Linked DNA regions of Neogale vison: region 2 is linked to region 1. Evidence: chromatin contacts called from public Hi-C data. All regions are on one chromosome and are shown on one strand. The core of a region is the stretch at or near the end of the contact, and the rest is flanking DNA. Distances in the headings are between cores, read along the strand shown. Region 1 holds the start of THBD (thrombomodulin). Region 2 holds the start of GZF1 (GDNF-inducible zinc finger protein 1).

What was found. Hi-C and Micro-C count contacts between places; a contact is called where the count stands out from the background.
Region 2: a contact with region 1 is called in a Hi-C map of muscle, with 4 times the contacts expected there. The contact joins the promoter of GZF1 here to the promoter of THBD in region 1. A contact is called at or near these places in 2 of 3 Hi-C or Micro-C datasets (fibroblasts and muscle).

The regions. Positions count from the first base shown.
Region 1 is chr8:48,255,427-48,261,783 of ASM_NN_V1, reverse strand. It overlaps THBD (thrombomodulin), which reads left to right and starts at 3,603. Exons shown (of 1, transcript XM_044263555.1): 1 at 3,603-6,357. The coding sequence starts at 3,776. The coding sequence ends at 5,479.
Region 2 is chr8:48,562,949-48,569,305 of ASM_NN_V1, reverse strand. It overlaps GZF1 (GDNF-inducible zinc finger protein 1), which reads right to left and starts at 3,088. Exons shown (of 8, transcript XM_044263563.1): 1 at 3,025-3,088. It overlaps NXT1 (NTF2-related export protein 1), which reads right to left and starts at 3,093. Exons shown (of 2, transcript XM_044263568.1): 1 at 3,025-3,093; 2 at 1-203. The coding sequence starts at 150.

The DNA of each region.
Region 1 (6,357 bases), core at 2,354-4,853:
ACTTTGTAGCAATGACTATTAGTATTTGAATATTCTAATCCTCATCACACAGTTAAGGAAAATGAGGAACAGAAAGGCTGAGCTACTTGCCATATGTGACATAATTTATAAACATTGGAGCTGGGGGCTTAAATCCAGCCAAGCTGGCTGCAAAGCCCCCACTCCTAACCCTGAGGTTCTGAGGTCTCCCATCCTTATGTTTGCAAGTTACCCTGAGAAAGTCATTCCAGAGCCAGGGCACAAAGGAACACCCCCAAGAGGTGCTCAAACAACCCTGAGCACTGTCTGCAAACAAAACATGCTGTAGGCTGGATGGGGAATACGAAGTTGTCTAAGAGTTATGCTCCATGCCCAGGAACCTAGATTGCGAGTCTAGGAAGGAGCATGATTAAAAAGTATACAATTACTTGTAAAGCAAATGAGGTGTAAGTGCTAAGTTGCTGATAGAAAGTCCTACGCACTTCACACAGAGATCAGTTCTGGTTTGGTTACTCAGAAACACGTGTGATGGGGCAGCGTGTCACAAGTGCCTTAAAGGAAGGGTCAGATTTCAGCAGATGGAGAAGAGGCAGCAACGAGAACTTTACCAGTAGACAGAAAGACAGGAGCCATGGGGTGGCGGTGAGGCACAGTAAGACATTTCTCTGCTGGTCAGCAGGGGCCCTCTTGCTGGGTCCTTCAGCATTTGTAGGAACAAGTGAATTTGAAAAAAGGTGGGTTGTAAAGAGGTATAGGCCATGGGCAGAACTGTGAAGACTGGCCACCCTCATGGGGGAAGAAGGGCAGAGGCCACCCTCTGGCAAGTAGAAGAGAGGAGGAGCAGGAAGGTAGGAGTCTCAGAAGCTGTGGGATGAAGAGAACCTGAAATAGCCAGAGATCAAGAGTGCAAACAACATAGAGACATCAAGAAAAATAGATACCAAAAATAAGTTTTTGGCTTCAGTATTTAGGACATGGTGGGTGTTCCTCAAGGGAGCCGTTGCAATGAAACAGCAAAATGGGCCTGGGCTGGTGAGCCCTCAGTGAGGGAAGCAGGGCCAGGGGCCAGCCAATGGAAAGGGAGCTACTAGTATCAACCCCATGGAGCATAGGCAGTGGCCTATCTACCTAAGCAGAAGGTCCAGAGAGGAACGGAGGTAGTTTAAAACATGCAAAAAAGCTTCAAAGTAATGGCCCAAGGAGACCCAAATAGGGCACCCTGCTAAAGATGGCCATGTTGAATCATCTAGAACCCATCCAAGAAGTGAACCAGCCTGGTGTAGGGGCAAGACTTGATTCTTGAATATCCCTCAAACTCCTTTGAGGGCTGGCAGGCTTGAAAATTTTAGTAAAGTTTGAGGAAAGGGTGTAACAGGCCCTGTCCTCTCTCTTGCCTCACACATACAGGCATTGCTCTCATTTTCTGAAATCTTTCAGGGACCATCTATCTGTCCGGGAAGGCCACAGGGCCAGCTGCACCTGAGGCAGCCCTGCTCCAGCTCCAGTCTCCGTGGGTGGGCTGTGCATGTGAGTCAAGACCCAGGCTCAGCACAGGCAGCCGCTGGGACATCAGACCAGATTCTGCCTACTCCCACCAGCAGACAACCCCACTCTTCAAAACTGCTGGTCTTTCCTTCTCTCCCCAGAGGAGCAGAGGCACGCATTCCAGGGTTCCTCAGACCTTAGTTTCCATGCGGCGCTCCCCCACCTAGCTTTCAGGAGGCAGTAGTTGTCGTTGTTGGAGCTCCCGCGCTCCACCCTGGGATAAGACGTTGGGAAATGCAGGAAAGGACCACTGTACCTCCTCCCTTTCACTCTTGGAGTGCCCATACCCCACACCTTCGGTCACTCTCAGTAGAATGCCAGGAAGGGGTGAGTGGGCGCGTGCTTGCCTTTCGCTTGTGAAGAGGCTACACTGCCCTTACAGGGTCTGCGCTCTGCTGGACCAAAGAGGCAAGACACCCAGCTGAAAGGTGGAATCCGCGTGGGGGTTCCCTGGAGCGAATTTTCTTGTCCCAGGGCAAGGGCCCTGCATTCCTCACACCCATTATTAAGCTTTTCAGCCCAAGTTTAGAGCTCTCCAACTTCTGGGGCTTTGTTTAGAGTTCAACAGCGCCGCCCTCTGGTGTTTGGTTGTGAGTGATCATAGCGGAGAGGTGGCACAGGATTAAAAAAAAAAAGAAGTTTGTCCCTCCCTTATGTCCCCCCCCCCTTTCTTATGTTTTGGACACCACACACACGCACACCACACACACACACACACACACACACACACACACACACACACACATTCTTGGTAAGTGAATAAGCGGTAAAGGTCGCGAAAGTGACAGATTCCCATCTCCTCGTCGCAGCTGTCCCCACCCTGTCCGTCCGGAGGACCGCCCTTCTGCAACGCGAGTGGCATGACGTTGCACCTTTATATCACTCTGATCTCTCAGCCAAATGCAAAATTCCTTAACCGTCCCAAGCCAGATTCGCTTGGAGCCCGCGAGGGCTCCCGTGCGCCCCTTTTGGGGTGTGAGATGGCCTATCCCTCTGTGAAGCTGGATAAAAACAGACCGAACAGGCTAGCGCGCTCCCCAACACGCCCGCTCCTACAGGGCTCTGCAAGAATTCGCCTCATGCGACAAACCATAAGTGACTCTTAATCTCACAAAACAAACTGAGGGTTGCTGGGGGGAGGGGGGTTGGGAGAAGGGGTGTGGGGTTACGGACATTGGGGAGGGTATGTGCTATGGTGAGTGCTGTGAAGTGTGTAAACCTGGCAATTCACAGACCTGTACCCTTGGGGATAAAAATATATTATAGTTTATTAAAAAATAAAAAAAAATTTAAAAAGTTCTTTTTTAAAAAGGAATTCTTTTTTAAGAATTCTTTTTAAAAAAAGAATTCGCCTCATGCTCAGGGACCCGTGGGTCCCTGGTTGTGCGCGGAGCTCGCCAGTGTTAGGCCAGTTCTTCCCCCTTCCCCCATCATCGTGCCAGCCACACCCTCTGTCCTCTGGGGCCGAGCGCACCAGTGTCTCCTGCTTTAGGCGCCAGGGCTCGGGGCGGGGTCCAGTTCTTTCACCGCCACTGCTTCTTTGGGGAAGCCCACGCCCTTGGCACCCCCTCCCCAAATCTTTCTCTTGTCGGGCACCTCCCCCTAGAGCCCGGCCGGTCGTGGGCACTACCTCCCCGTAGCTCATTCAAAGCCCTTCTCTCTGGTCTCCACAGAGTTCCGCAATCCAGGCTTCCCTTGAAATCGGTGGTAACATTCTTTTATAAGAAAAAGAAAGAGGACCGAGAGATTAAGAGGGGCTGCGTATTAAGTAAGCCCCCTTTACGACAGCGAGCCTGAGGGCCCTAGTGGCGGGGGAGGACATTGTCTTGCTGACAGAGGTACTGTCTTCCCGCGGCGCCTGCGCCTGGCGGTCCCGCCTGGGGACCTCCCAGCCCCGGGCCGGGTTTACTCATCCCGGCGAGGTGATCCCAGGCGCGAGGGCGGGCACAAGGCGTCCGGAGAACCCAGTAATCCGAGAATGCAGCATCAGCCCTTCCCACCAGGCACTTCCTTCCTTTTCCCGAACGTCCAGGAGGGAGGGCCGCGCACTTAAAAACCCCCGCCCCGGCCGGCCGGCATGTCAGAGGCTGCTTCGCCAGCGCTGCGCGCCGCGGCTGGACACGTCTGGGCTGGGACCAACGCAAGCGGCTATCGCCGGCGGCGCCCTGCGCTTCTCAGTCCCCTCGGAGCTCGGGCCCTGTCGCGGCGTTTGCGCTCTCCCCCGCGCCTGCCCTCGGCGTGCTGGGACAGCATGCTCCGGGTCCTGCTCCTCGGCGTGCTGGCCCCCGCCGGTCTGGGGCTCCCCACGTCCCCAGAGCCTCAGCCACGCGGCAGCCAGTGCGTCGAGCACGACTGCTTCGAGCTTTTCCGGGGCCCCGCGACCTTCTTCGCCGCCAGCCAGGCCTGCGAAGGGTTAGGGGGCCACCTGATGACTGTGCGCTCCTCAGTGGCGGCTGATGTCATCTCCTTGCTACTGAGCGGCGACAGCGGCGACAGCCCGCGCCTCTGGATCGGCCTGCAGCTCCCGCCCGGTTGCAGTGACCCAGGGCAACTCGGGCCCTTGCGCGGCTTCCAGTGGGTTACCGGCGACAACCGCACCAGCTACAGCAGGTGGGCGCGGTTGCACGTTGACCCAGCGCCTCTCTGCGGCCCCCTGTGCGTCGCAGTCTCGGAAGCTGGGGCCCTAGCACCCCGCGAGCCAGCCTGGGAGGAGCAGCAGTGCACTGCAGAAGCTGATGGTTTCCTCTGCGAGTTCCACTTTGCAGCCTCCTGCAAGCCCCTGCTCGTGGACTCTGGAGCCGTGGCGGCCGCCGGTGTAACGATCACCTATACCACTCCGTTCCGGGCCACTGGCGCGGACTTCCAGGCGCTACCCGCGGGTAGCTCTGCCTCTATAGCGCCCTTCGGAGTGGAGCTGGAGTGCGCGGCGCCGCCAGGAGAGGCCGAGGCGCGCTGGGGCCGGGATGACCAGGGCGCCTGGGACTGCAGCGTCGAGAACGGCGGCTGCCAGGACACTTGCAACAGGAGCGCTGAGACGTCTCAGTGCTTCTGCCCGGCTGACGCCTACCTAGAGGCTGACGGGCGCTCCTGCGCCGCACAAGCGGATCACCCTTGCCACAAACTCTGCGAGCACTATTGCATTACCAACAGCTACGTGCCCGGCTCTTACTCGTGCATGTGCGAGACCGGCTACCAGCTGGCTGCTGACCAGCACGGGTGCGAGGACGTGGACGACTGTATCCAGGTGCCCAGTCCGTGCCCGCAGCGATGTGTTAATACGCGGGGCGCCTTCGAATGCCACTGCAACCCTGGCTTCGAGTTGGTGAACAACGACTGCGTGGAGTCAGTGGACCCGTGCTTAGGGAGCAAGTGCGAGTATCAGTGCCAGCCTGTGGGCCAGACAGACTATCGCTGCATCTGCGCTGAGGGCTTCGCACCCAGCCCTCAGGACCCACACAGGTGCCTAATGTTCTGTAACCAGACTGCATGCCCAGCAGACTGCGATCCCTACAGCCCAACTTCCTGCCAGTGCCCTGAAGGCTACATCCTGGATGACGGCTTCATGTGCACAGACATTGATGAGTGCGAAAACGGAGACTGCCCCGGGGCCTGCCGCAACCTCCCAGGCACCTACGAGTGCATCTGTGGGCCTGACTGTGACCCCACCGAGGTGAACACTGATGGTGATGGTGACGGCGGTTCTGGGGAGCCCCCGGTCAGCCCGACTCCCGGCGCCACCTTGAGCCCCTCACCTGTAGGGCCCTTGCATTCTGGAGTGCTCATCGGCATCTCCATCGCCAGCCTATCTCTGGTGGTGGCGCTTTTGGCGCTCTTGTGCCACCTGCGCAAGAAGCAAGGCACCACGAGGGCGGAGCTGGAGTACAAGTGTGGTTCCCCGGCCAAAGAGGTGGTGCTCCAGCATGTGCGAACTGAGCAGATGCCTCAGAAACTCTGAGAGGCCTCTTTCCTGTCCCCTGCTGTGGGGTGGGCCTTCCCTCCCTCCTGCGTCTCTCCCCCTCCCCCAGCCTTACTCCCTGGGCACCTAATCCAAAGCACTTTAGCTGGCATCAGAACTGGAGAAGATTCTGCCCCCTTTCTTTTGCTGATTCCACATTTGGCTGGGGAGCGGGGGTTGGAAAGAGTATGCGCCCCAGCCACTTCCTTGACATCATCACACGGCTGGCTAGGCAGAGATGGCAATTTATAGTGAAGATGCAGACTACAGCGTGTCCCAAGACCTCGCCAAGGGGCACAGGATGGGGGAGCCTCCTTGGCTGGCTTGCAATCCCGTGGTCTTTGGGTCAGACTTGCAATCCCGTGGACTAGTGAGTGTAATCAAGGTGTGGATAATGACCAAGATATTTATTTTTTTAAAGTATTTAGGATGATTTTTTTTTCCTTTGTGTTTCCTTCCCCCCCCACCTGTATATCTTCAGTACCCGCTTTGTATCCCTCCCTTCTTCACTTCCCCTTCCCTATCTGTATATTTATATATTTCTACTCCTCAGGTGGGAGTTAAACCATCTTGGTGGTGTTCCCAGCACTCTCACATTGCTGAAGCCAAGCCCCTGTTCCCTTTGTTATTCCACCCAATTTTCCCCTCCCTGGAATTCAGCCAACCTACCTGGAGTCTCCCTACCTGGTCACCCTCCTTCTGTCTTTCCATGTCTACCTTGGTAAATGTATGTATGAAGCAGAATCAAAAACACTACAGTCAAGGTTGGTTGGAATTTATTTGCTCTTGAACCAGGCTTGCTAATTTATCCTGAAAATTCAGGCTTCCAGAGTAATATCATTTTAACAAAAGTTATGATGTGAGGGCATTCATTGGAC
Region 2 (6,357 bases), core at 1,839-4,338, 310 kb before region 1:
GTTTCCGTTCCACACCAGGGTGGCCGTGCCCATGTACAGGCGGGAGAGCAGACGCCGTCGTTTGTCCATGGTGGTGTAGTACACATTCACAAACTCCTCAGCAGCTCTGCAGGCCTGATCCACGTAGGTCTTGAAGTCCACTGATGCCATCTCTGCCCCTGATGAAGGAGGCCCAGGTGCTCCTGCGCCTGAGGGAGTGGAGGCTGCGAAGCAGGAAGGTTGAAGAGAACCCATGTGAATGCCCTAGTTTGTTCTGCCCCAACAGTGGAATAATTCTCCTTTTCTACTGGTAGCAAAACAATTACATACTGTAGGGAGATGACTCTAGGCTCAAATTTTGTTGACACCTAATCTTACTAAGCCTCAGTTTGCTCATTTTAAAATGGAAATATCACCATTCATGACACAGTTGTAATATGAGACTTAAACAAGACAGTGTCCACCAAGTGCTTAATTAAAAAGCCTGATACCGGGGCACCTGGGTGGCTCAGTGGGTTAAGCCGCTGCCTTCGGCTCAGGTCATGATCTCGGGGTCCTGGGATCGAGTCCCGCATGGGGCTCTCTGCTCAGCAGGGAGCCTGCTTCCTCCTCTCTCTCTCTCTGCCTGCCTCTCTGCCTACTTGTGATCTCTCTCTGTCAAATAAATAAATAAAATCTTTAAAAAATAAAAAATAAAAAAAAAAAAAGCCAGATACCTACATGTTCAAAAATATGGTAGCTGTTACTATAAATTTAAAAATCTCATTTTGTAAAACACAGTACATTTCACTATGGAAGGTCACTTTTTCCTGGAAGCATGGATCAGGTGTGACTGCCCCTAGAGAAGTAAAGAAACAGACAACAAAGGCAACAGTGGCCCAATAAAGACCAATCAGATGGCTTATGATCCTCAGCTGGTGGCGAGTCTGAGAAAACCTATCATGAGCTCACCCAACAGATACTAGGAGAGCAAAGAGAAGGCAGATTTCTTAAGAGGATAAGAAAGCAAATGTCACTAGGACAGTACCAAAATAGGGGTCACAAACCTCATGACAAGCAAACCTGGCAGCTGACTGGGAATAAGAAGGGAGGGCACCTAGCTTCTGTGAGCACAAATACCTATAAGGCAAATCCTGTGAGCCAAAATGAAAGACAAGTTAAAAATGGAAAGGCAAGTTCTGGGGTGCCTGGGTGGCTCAGTCTATTAAGCATCCAACTTTTATTTCAGCTCAGGTCATGATCTCAGGGTTGTGGGATCCAGGCTCCCACCTAGCTCTGAGCTCAGCGCAGAATTGGCTTCTCCCTCTCCCTCTGTCCCCTCCACCCCCAACAAATAAATACAAATCTTAAAAAAAAAAAAAGAAAAGAAAAGAAACAAGTTCTATGGGATAGAAGGTTGGGGTGGTGGCATCAAAAAAAGAATCTCAACTATAGCTGAAATGTCACCTTCCATTAAAAAAAAAAAAGGAAGTCCAAAATCATAAAAAAAAAAATATATTTGTTTGTCTCAGAGTATGGTACAACTGTTACAGTTCTCTGCTCTCTTCTGCGTCATTAAAATATTTCACTAAAAGTGGGGCACCTGGGTGGCTCAATTGGCTAAGCATCTGCCTTCAGCTTGGGTCGCTTTGGTCCAGACCTTCAATGGGCTCCCTGCTCAGCGGGGAGTCTGCTTCTCCCTCTACCCCTCCCCCCTGCTCGTGCCCTGTAATAAATAAATCTTTAAAAAAAATTTTAAAAATATTTCACTGAAAGAAAAAAGTTCATGAGAGAACATTACTAAAATAATGGATATGTTTAAATATACAAACTTAAACTTTTTTATTTCTAAGACATTAACCTTTTTTTAATATCATGTCATGAAACAGATAAAAGATCTCACATAGAGTTGGGAAAGAGTCAAGTACTCTAAGGGCTGAGCAAGGTGGAGGCCACTGCCTCTAGTAAAGAACCATAAAGAGCAGGTAAGGAGCTTGGTCCTAGAAGTAAGCAGTGACAGGACCAGGCACAGACAGACATCTCTGCACTCCCTCCTTGGAAAGTGAAGCCTCAGCAGACACAGATTCTGAACTGGGTATCTGCTGCTTACTTTGCATACATCACACTTCATTAATGGTCACCACAAAATGATAAAACAATTTTACAAACAAGAAGGGAGAAACTTAGCGGTTGGATCAAGGTCCTGGCACAGTCCTGATGTATCTTTATGAGAAGGCACCTAGCCTTTGAAAATGTCAGAACTATGTTGTCCTTTTGCTTAACTATCCTTTACCTGCTTATCTTCAGCCTTCACTTGTCCTTTACCTGCACTTAAGAAATCAAGTCTCTAAGGGCACCATTCCAGGACTGCTAGTCTGAAGTTGTCCTTTCAGCAGCCTCAATTTCTCTCTTGCTGGAATTCCTGACCACCCACATTACTCCTCACCCTCAGGTACCCCAGTCCCTCCACCATCTCAAGTCATTCTCAGAAACGCCCCCCCCGCCACCCCTGCTCAGTTCTGCCAAAGCGACTTTCCAAACACACCTTAGCAACCTGTCCTGGCCCCATACCAGTAGGATAAACACCTCCTTGTCTTGTGGTTCTGCTACCTACCAGGCTGAAAGCTTGCCCTTCTCTACTTAATCAGGGGAAAGAATCATGAAAAGTGAGATAAGCATGAGGCTGTGAACATGCCGCCTTCTCTCGGAAGCCCACACCATCAGGTTCTCTGGAGCTGGACCAGAGAAGATGCAACAGGCCTCATTTCTGGCGGTGAGTCGCTTTTCATCCACGCAAAAAACAAAGCCAGCCCTCCCTGGCCATCTCTGAGTCGAGTCCTCCAGGGCCCCGACTCTTCATCGCCAAGAGGATTTATTGCCAAGCACGTCGCAAGGGCAAAAACCTGAAGCAGCACTGCAACGACACGAGGGAAAAGACAAAACCCGGCTGACTCCTGACAATGGGGGGAGAGCGTAGGGGTGCACGTGGCAGATGTCTCGCGAGTCCCTGGGCCGGCCCTGGGGTCTTCAGACTGCCGGGCGCGGGGGACGGTGGGGGACACCTACCTTCGCGGCTGATGACGTCTGGGGTCAGCGCGGGCGGAGGTGGCGTCCACGGTCAGCGATTGGGGGCGGTAACCCCGGTAGGCGGGGGTCGGCAACCTCGGCCAACGTGGGCGGCTCAAGTCAGCGCGGGCGACCCTGGTTAGCAGGGCGAAGCCCTCGGCTCGCGCGGGTTGTCTCTTGGTTACCGTGGGCGGCGGCGCCCGCCCCCGCGCGACCTCCAGCTCCACGGAGGGCTGGACCCCGAAGGTCGCGGGGCAAGCCTGCCTAGGATCCGCGCTCCTCCGCCGCTCGCCTCAGGAGGAACCGGAAGAGCCGCCCTTCTCCCACGCTTCCTCCCAGATCCGCCCGGTCGCGGAGATCCCTGAGCCCGGGAAACTGTCGGCGCTGTCCGCGGCTTCCCGCGCGCAGCCCGCCGTGCGCCGCGCAGACGCCAGACCCACGCCCGCCTCCCATGACGGGCAGCTGTGCCAGCCAGCGGGACGGAAGACCGGGAGGCTAGCTCCGCCCAGTTGTGGCTCAAGGGAAGAGGCGGCTTCCGGGAGAGGCACTTTCCCAGAAGACCGCAGGAAAAAATCAGCGGTCGAGTTTTCATTGGCTTAACCGGTCATAGAAACCGGTCCAACTGGTCAGGTGCGATTCTTGATTGGATGAAATCTTCTAGGTCCCGCCCCCGGAGCTAGAGACGCGCGAGTCTCTCCCAGCTGAGTGGAGGCCCGCTTGACGGGAGAAGATGGGGAAAGTGTGGGAGGCGGGATTAGATCCTTGCCCTACGACCTCCTTTCACCTGCAATTCGGGTAATTCTAGTTAAAATTCTAGTTAAAAGACGACTTGATGCAACCTCGGGAAACCACTAACAGCAGCAGTGACCCAACTAAGGTTTTCACACAGACGTAGTAAGTGGGGCGCCAGGATGTCCCGCGGCGGCCGAGCAGGTGAAGCCGGCAGGGCCCTTGTTAACTCTGCCTGATGAAGTATTAGCAGGTTACTCTCCTGGATAGTTTAAGTCCCTCCGGACTTAGGAGTTGGCATCCTAAAGGACGCGTGGAAGAAAACCCGTTTTAGTTAAGTGAGAAACTCAACTGGAAGCGAGAGAGGAGTCCAGGGTGGGAGGAGTCTAAGTTTGGGAAGCAACCGAAGTGTGCCAGAAAAGGAAACAAAGGCAGCTTCCTCTCTCGTCCTGGGAATTGAGGAGCTCCGAGGCTCCAGCTGTGGCCTGGGTGGTACTGTGCTTTTATTCTCCAGTCCTGAAACTAGCTGCATTTCAGCCAATCTGGAACCCGAACTTTTCTTTAAAACGATAGACTCAACAGGATGGAAACAGTTAGTGTGGGGCTTGGGAAACAGAGTTTACAGTTAAAAAAAAAAAAAAAAGCTTCTTCAACAAGATCCTCAACTCCATCCACTGGTCTGAGAGACTGAGTAATTCCTTCAAAAGTGGGAGCCCTCTAAGCATGATGAATTTACAGATGTTGCCATATCTTTGGAGTGTAGTGCATTTAACTTGCACCGTCTTGGCTTCCCTTTGGTGTACCTTTGCTTGCATTCCTGAGAGAAATCTTGCTCTCAGATTTCATGACACATTTAGAAACTAGATGGCCAATTTCATGTAGGCAAACCACCTCCTCCATTTAAATCAAGTAGGTGAAGAATTTGGACTATAATAAAATAAGGTGGGGCTGACGAGAGAGGCTGAAATAGCATCTTTGGGACCGTATTCGCACAGACATGTCTTTATAAACCCTGGGACAGTGAAATTTGGATTTAATGTACAAAAATCCAAATCATCACATCAATGGGATGAGGGTTGACTTGTTGCCTGTGTGGTAGGTTGGAGGCTGTGATGCTTCAGGTCTCACCATGTTTCCCATGTAAGTCTTTTTGTTTGTTTCATTCTTGTAACTTTGGCGGAGGTATTGTTATTTCTGATTTTATAGATGAGGAGACTGAAAGACGTTAAGTGCCACAAAGCTGCTTCAAAAGTAGAAAAGCAGGTTAGGAAAACACAAGTCAAGCTCCGAAGCCTTGTAAAAAGCACAGGGCTTTAGCCCTGAGAGGGAGCAGAGCCAGCACCAGCCACCGTAGGGTAGGAGCTAAGGAACTTTCCGGGTTTGTGTCTCCAGCATCTAGAATTGTGCCTGACCCCCAACAAGGTCTCAGTCAGTGGTGTTTGAATGAACAGGCAGGCTGGGGTTCAAGTCATTGCTCCACAACATTCTAGTTATGATGAGTCCTCTCTAACAGCCATTCACTAGCAGCGTGATAGTGGCAGGCGAGTTAACCTCCCAGAGGCTCAGCTGCCTCATCAGTAGAAGCAGAACAGTAACAATATTCCTTTCCTTGGGTTGATACGAGGAACAAATGAAACAAGACCTGGCAAGTGCTTAACACAGGCCAAGCACAAAGGAAGCATCCAGAAGACTTTAGTCTTGATGTTTTGCATTGGCAGAACTTCCTTATTGGCCAACAGTTCCTCCCAACAGCAGGCTTTTAAACTTGGGGCACATCTGGTCACACAGGCTGAGCCTTTGTTAGCTCTGAAGACAGACTTTTGGACCTCTGGGTCCACAAACAGGATTGAGCTTTTCTCCATCATCAGCATAGCTCTCTGGTGCAGGATCTAATAGCATTTGTTCACCATGGGAGGCTGCTTCACTTGTTGCCAGGCAATTTACAGCAGAGGCTAGGCAGTTGTACCCCCAGCGTATTGTCACCAAAAACAAACGTGTGGTTTTTCTCCCCCTGTCTTAGCAGAATCGAATGGACTGCTGCTGGACCAGAGTGAACTGGGGCTATAATTCTGGGTCACTTGAGGCCCTGAGTTTGGGAAGATTCTGGGAAGGCAGGAAGAACTGCCCATATGCCTAGGAGCTGAGGTATGGCCTTGAGCAGAGAATAAATTAAGGAGATGTGGAGAACTATGTTGCCAGAGAGAAAGAGAGGGACAGTATGAGCTAGTTTACACACACACACATTCCCCTCTCATACACACTCACAAGCTGTGGAGAGTGGATCCTTAGATTCCCGGTAGTTTTTCTTCCTTATGGTGACAGATTATGTTTTCCAAAAATGGCCACAAAAATATTTTAGTCCCACATCTTGTCTGGAACCTTGCTTGCTACACTGCCCTCCACTCAGGCAGGCTCCTGTGAGTGTGTAACTTCTGAAATACAGCCTCTGCCAGGTTTTCTTGGTACTTGTGCTGTGAGTAGCCCAGGCCACATGGGCAGGCCTGTGTGGAGGGGAACCCTGGCAGCCAGAAGTCCTTTGAGTGGATGGCCTTAGAAATAGACCTTCTCGTCCTGGGTTGGGCTACCTGGGGCCAGAGTGGCATG